Linked DNA regions of Gossypium hirsutum: region 2 is linked to region 1. A link is a contact called in public Hi-C data. All regions are on one chromosome and are shown on one strand. The core of a region is the stretch at or near the end of the contact, and the rest is flanking DNA. Distances in the headings are between cores, read along the strand shown. Region 1 holds the start of LOC107916628. Region 2 has its middle 6.1 kb from the start of LOC107917069.

Evidence for each region. Hi-C and Micro-C count contacts between places; a contact is called where the count stands out from the background.
Region 2: a Hi-C map of leaf shows a contact between it and region 1, with 2.0 times the contacts expected there. The contact joins the enhancer-like site here to the promoter of LOC107916628 in region 1. A contact is called at or near these places in 9 of 34 Hi-C or Micro-C datasets (anther, callus, leaf and 1 more).

What each region holds. Positions count from the first base shown.
Region 1 is chrA01:15,995,154-15,998,519 of Gossypium_hirsutum_v2.1, reverse strand. It overlaps LOC107916628, which reads left to right and starts at 1,514. Exons shown (of 4, transcript XR_005926399.1): 1 at 1,514-1,657; 2 at 2,239-2,288; 3 at 2,371-2,732; 4 at 2,872-3,366.
Region 2 is chrA01:16,143,776-16,147,141 of Gossypium_hirsutum_v2.1, reverse strand. No RefSeq gene overlaps it. Among protein-coding and RNA genes, the nearest start is that of LOC107917069, 6.1 kb to the left of the region's middle. Within about 2 kb of position 1,776, at least 2 of the 9 cell types and tissues checked have an H3K27ac peak or open chromatin away from gene starts, as enhancers often do. A contact at or near this core is called in leaf, where this site is marked.

The DNA.
Region 1 (3,366 bases), core at 265-2,764:
AATAATAAAAAAAAAGAGTTAAATAGTATATTTAGATTATAAATAGGGACTTAACAATATAACTTGCAAATCATGATGCAGCAAATCTAAAATTAGACCATTTAAAATAACATGCGGACCCTAAAAGCAACCATAATAGGTAGCCAATTCTTTAAACTTCCATTTTTTTTAGAAAGTCACATAATGCTGTAATCCATTACTCCATTATGAATGAATTATCATACAATTTGTTGCATTGCATTATGCAATTATGCATATCATAGGTAAGCCCCTAGCGGCGAAGCCAGAACAAATTGTTAGGGGGGCCGAATAAAATTTTGATTTTTTATAGTTTATATCTTTATAATTTGTAATGGATTAAATCAAATTTTTATAATTTTAAGGGGGCTAAAGTGTAATTTTACCTTTACTAATTTAAAATTTTTAAAAAAATTAAGGGTCAAAAGAGTAACTTTACATTTTAGGGGGGCAGGGCCCATGCCAGCCCCCCTGGCTTCTACCCTGTAAGCCCCCCCCCCCAATTACATGCCAACAAGAAGCTTTGCACTCCAGCCACCCCTCCACCTCAAAATTTATATCCGGTATGGTCTAAAAAAATCCCAACTTTAACATTCCAGTACATAAAATAATCCTATAACATATTATAGAATCATATCCGAAAAAATGACACTACTTTCTTATGTTTTCGTTGGTGTTAATAATCATTCATCTAAAATATTTTGCAGTATTCAAATGTTACTATAAAGAAGAATAAAAAACATACAACAAGTATAAATAGAAGCCAATGAAAGAAAATAAGAATTTCCATCTAGATTAAAGAGATAATTATATATTAGGCACTGAGATTTACATGGGCAGTAGGGAGCCATTTACAGATGGGCAAAGATCCAAATTTTGGTGGCACCTAATATCTTCTGTCCTTACGTTGCATTCTGTTATTCTTCCATAATTGAAACTTTCTTTGTTTTCATCCCATTTACTGATGGGCAAGGACCAAATTTTGTATTGTTTAATTTGACGTATGAACTTAAGCTTTAATAATGTGTGAAATACAAATGCTTTATTTTGGGGATATAAATAGGAAATGAAAGTTGATGGGTGTAGTTTTATTGTAGTTTTATTTACTACTCTTTCATTATTTTTACATTATTTTTGGGAACTAAACTTTTTATTATTGTTTCCTTTTTTAATATAATATTTATTAACATTTATGAGGGACTTCATTTTGACTTATGCAATGAAAATTTTAAAAAAATACAATTATTATGCGTTCTAAATTACATATATAATCACTCTATATGTCACCACACTTGTCATATATTATTGTTTGACAAATTTTTTTTTGAAAAATCCGACTAAACTTTATTTATCTTAAAATGAGCAATATAATAGAGGCTTTTGGATCAATGAAAGTGGACCCTAAAAATAAAAGAAAAATTGGCCCAAAAGATAAGATGCCCACACTAAACAAAAAAATCAGAAAAATGAAAGAAACAAAAACCATCTAATCCAAACGTCCAATTCAGTCGGTATCAAAACAGTTGGTGTCCACTAATATCTGATGTTTCAAGTTCCCATGCCAGCCGTTCAAAACGATAGCAATTTCCTAGGAGATTTCATTTCCACGCTGAAGGCAAGTGAAGGCTGCATCCTCCAGGTATGTTTCCTCTCCCTTTCTTAAAGCTTCTGTTGCAAGTTCATGAGCTTGACTATTCTCTGATCTGTGAATAAACTGAAATTGCTTTCTTGGAAAAATTGTTTCTTTCTTTGAATATCTCGGATGTCCACCCCTAGCACTGACTTATCTGTCGTTGTTAAGTTGCATTTTTTTATAACTGTTTTTGAGTCTCCCATTATAATAACTGACTGAAAACCCAGTGAGATCCCTAACTTTACTGCTTGTAATCCTGCATATGCCTCCGCCATGAACGGGGACGATATTGCGGAGTGGAGTACTGATTTTAAGGCAAGAAACTCGTCCATCTCCCCCCCCCCACACCACCAGACCCGAAGTTGATCTTGAATATTTGCTATCAAATGTTGCGTCAAAATAGATAGTTACTGTCGTATTTCTTGTGATCCGTCTTTGACTTCTGTTATCACCTAAAGTAGATGGTTTTTCTTCCGATCCATCTATTTCTGCTATGTAACTGTAAACTTTTTTTGATAATTCTTGTCATGTTGTTATTTTCCCCTCATGAACAAGTTGGTTTTTGGCAATTCATATCACCCATGCAGCACAGCAAAAAAGGCGACACTATTGACTGTTACCTATGGTAAAAACCCAGGTAAGCCAATACCACTGATTTGGAATTGCATTATTTGTGACCCATGAGAGATTAAGATTTTGCCATGTTTCTATTGTTATAGGGCGCTGTCTAAACACATGGTTGCTATCTTCTTCTCCATTTCGACACCGGGGGCATAAGCTATCTGAAGCCACTTTTCTTAGTCTTAAATTCTTTAGGGTAGGGATAAAATTCCATAAAAGACGCTATATAGTGATGGCAACTTTTGATAGGAGGTGTAAATTCCATAATTTCCTATAGAAATTTTTTGTTTCGGTCTGTATTAAATAAGACCTAGGATCCGTAGTTGCCTCTTGTAATAGTTTATAGGCACTTCTGACTGTAAATTTGCCAAAATGTTCTCCTCGCCAGACATGGAAGTTGTTATGTTCTTCTTCCGCCAGGGGAATTTGCAAAATCTTCTATACAGTATTTTCTCGAAAGGTATTTTCAATTAGATCAGCTTTCCACTTTCTTCTTGTTGCTTCAATTAAGTCCAAAACTAACTCAATTCCTATATTGTTGATGTTGTCATTACTTCTATCAATATCTACACCTGGAATCCAATGATCATTCCAAACAGAAATTTGGTCTCCTTTCCTAACTCGTCAACATAAACCATCTTGCACTAGCCCTTTTGCTGCCCAAATACTTTTCCAGGTCAGAAAAGGTAAATTCCCTAGCTGTGCATAGATGAAATCTGACTGTGGATAATATTTAGCTTTTAAGACCTGTGCTAATAATGAATTTGGGAAATTAATAAAGTGCTACCTTGCTTGGCTAATAAGGCAACATTAAATTGATCAAGGCTTTGAAAACCTAAACCACCATTTTCTTTTCCGATACATAGAGCTATCCAAGCACACCAATGAATGTCCCTTTTACCATAACCTTTCTGCCACCAAAACTTCGCAATAATGCTCTCAAGATCATCACATAAAGTCTTGGGAAGTAAAAAATAGGTCATTTTAAACGTAGGAATAGCTTGAAGAATAGCTTTAATGAAAACTTTAATGAAAACTTCTTTCCCACCTTGAGAGAGATGCTGAATACTCCAATTTTCAATTCCCTATTTAAA
Region 2 (3,366 bases), core at 527-3,026, 150 kb before region 1:
TTACATAAATATTTACATCTATATCATAAAAATATCATAATTTAATGGTTAAAGTACCATAGAAGCCCCTGTATTAAGAGTAAGATTGCATTTTACCCCTCTACTAAAAAAATGGGCAAATTGCCTTTGTACATTAAATCAAAGAGCAAACTGGTCATTCTGTTAAAAATTTAATCAATTTTTGCTATTAAAAATTGATCTTGTACGTCAACATGATATACACGTAGCACGTCACATGTCATCGTCTGATTATTCCAACAACCACATCAGTTTTTAATAGTATAAATGAATGAAAATTTTAATAAAAATGATCAATTTAGTCTTTAATCTAATGTATAGAGACTATTTTATCCATTTTTTAAATAAAGGAGGCAAAATACAATTTAACTTTTAATACAGGAACCTCCATGATATTTTTATCTACTTTATCGTTTGTTGTTTGTTTTAATGGTTTCATAGGACGGAAAGTACTAATTTGTACTAACAATAGAAACAAAACAAAATAAATAATGGAAACTATATGGTAATTGAAAACCTCGCTCCACTTTGTGTGAACTTTGAAGGATTAAGTTATTAAACAAGTGCGCTCTCTATCTCATTAAAATTACTTAATTTCTTGATTTTTCTGCAACTGAATGTGGAATTAATCATAAAACGACGATTATAACAATGCAAATAAGTCTCATGCAACCCACGTCGAAGAAACCCTATATATTAGGGTTAATATTTGGTATAGTGTATTATTTTTCATATTAAACAAATCTATAAAATTTAAGGGGAAACCTGATCAGTTACCTTGTTATTTTAATGACGAATGAAGAAACTGAGCTTTGCTTATTCTTCTCTTTTCGGAGAAGAAAAAGATGAAACATTAGTAATTAATCATGTGTCATAAATTATAAATGGTTTAATTACTAATATGACCTTAGTTTAATTGCCATTTAAGGCACTTGCTAAATTTAAAATCAATTTTCCTCATACTTTGTTCACTAAGCGATTTAGTCCCTATGCTATTTTTATTAATCGATTTAATTCTATAACATTTAATAAGTTGACTTTCTCGATCTGTACTTAACACGTAATTATTCTATTTTAATTAATTACTAACTCAACTCAAATTAATCCAGTCCAAAACCGAATTTTACGACACCATTGAAAATTAGATCATTACACCTACACTTTAATTTGAGAAATTTGAGTCCTTATACTTTCTGAATATTAAAATTGTAGTTCTGATCCAAACAATAGCAGTTAAATCTGTTTGGTTAAATTCAATTATTGGCCCCCGTATTGTGCGTATACTTATAGATTTAGTCTATATTCTCAAATTGCACCATCATAAGTCCCTATACTTTTCAAATTTTGAAACTTCAATATTGAAGCAAATAACAATCATTAATCCATTAACTGAATTTTTTGTAGGTAATATGTGGAAATAAGAAATTGACATAGCATTACACACATGATAATATGTTTGCCGTATCTAATTCTAAAAATAACATAATTTAACTTAATAAATTTAACAGTTATCGTTTTGGTAAGAATTAGAATTTTAAATTTTAAAAAGTACAAAGATTAAATCCACTACTTTTATAAAATATAGGGATTAATATTAAAATTTAACATCGCTTATTTTATAAGAAAACAAAGGCGAGAGATGAGGGTCGGAGGTTTGGGCCTTTGGTTGAGATGAGGATTTGGGTTTCATGAGTATGGGGTGTTTATCTCATGGGGACAAGAGGAACATGTTCGGCTGGATTTTTAGTTTAATGACGTAGGTTGTTCTGCCCACACCTAGCCTGGCTGTACCGACAAATTTTTACATGTCTTTTGCCCAGGCTTATTCGGGTGGGCTGAAATCCTATTTTCACTTGTATTTATTCAAGGATCGAATTATTTATTTAAATTTAAAGGTTTATTTGATAGTTGAAAAGTTTGAATGAAATTGTTAAATTCAAAAAATGAATTTAAACAAAAAATAAAAACTTGTTTAACATATAAATTAAGCTCAAGCTCTAATAATCAAAACCCGACTTCAATTCATTTTTTAAGTTTATAACATCTTTTCCTGTTTTTTCTTCATTATGTAATTTATATCACATAAAAGCTCAATATATTATACTATAATTTAAGTATTAAAAAATATGTTAAGCTACTTATATTTAGAATTTTAATAAAATAATTGTAAAAAATATCTATATAAAATTACTTAATATTAAATAAAAATAAAAATTTAAATAAATTCGGGTCAACTATTTACAAATATAAATAAATATGACCAAAAAGTGATGCTGATATGTTAGATAAAATTGAGCTTAGATAAATGTGTATGCTGTTAATGTCATACATGGTCTTGGTACTAATCCTGCTCAATTCAGTAGAAGAACAACTCTATTTTTATTATTTTAAAAATAATAAAATAATAAAAATATATATTTGTAATATAACTAAAATAAAAATTATTAAGAGAGTAGTTTAGAGTTTAGACGATCTCAGATGGAAAATAACATTGATGAAGGCGCAGTGCAAGTTGAAAAATATTTAGGAAAATTCAGAATAATGATAACAAAACACTTGCAAGATTTAAAATCTTGGTTTTTGGGGGGTAATATTTGGAATTAACAACTTAGCAAAATCAGCATTATAAAGTGCAATTTTTATTAGAAGAGACATCCGACATATCTAGGCCTCAAAAGCCGACAATCCGTCCGGGAGCAATATGAGTATAGTGCAGTCCCAGTCCCACCTTAGCCATTGCTCTCTCTGCACAGTGCTTAATGCTCCTTACCCAACCACATTCACACCTTCAATCTCCTCGTTACATAGCAATGAATGGCTTGATTCGACTCTCAAGGGGGAGATTATTCCAACAAACAAGGTGTTACATTAAGTGCTGTACGGAGTATTATAATAGTTTGGGTAACACTGCTAGTGCCAAGACAATTATCCGGTTATTATTTATTTCCATATTTAGATATATCATATCGAAACTATTTTTTGAAAATGGGAATCGACTTTGTTTAAAAGCGAAAATTAAAACGGGAGTCGCCACCGATCTTTATTAGGGATGATCGGATCACCTTTGTTTTAATAAAACATTTGAGTTTATTAAAAAGGTGTTTTTGGTCTACGAAATTCGAGAGAATGGGTTCGGAGTCGATTACGTGCGAGGAAGGATTAGCACCCTCGTCACGCTCAAAATTGGTACCGAATTGATTAGTTAGTGTCTTAATGTCGAAAATTAAAAATCAGGAATAAATTTAAAATACGACCCTTTTTTTATTAATGCCAATTAAAAAACGCTTGGATTAGATCAAAATGATTGCCAAAGATTTCCTCATTTCGAGATATCGGAGCATCACATCT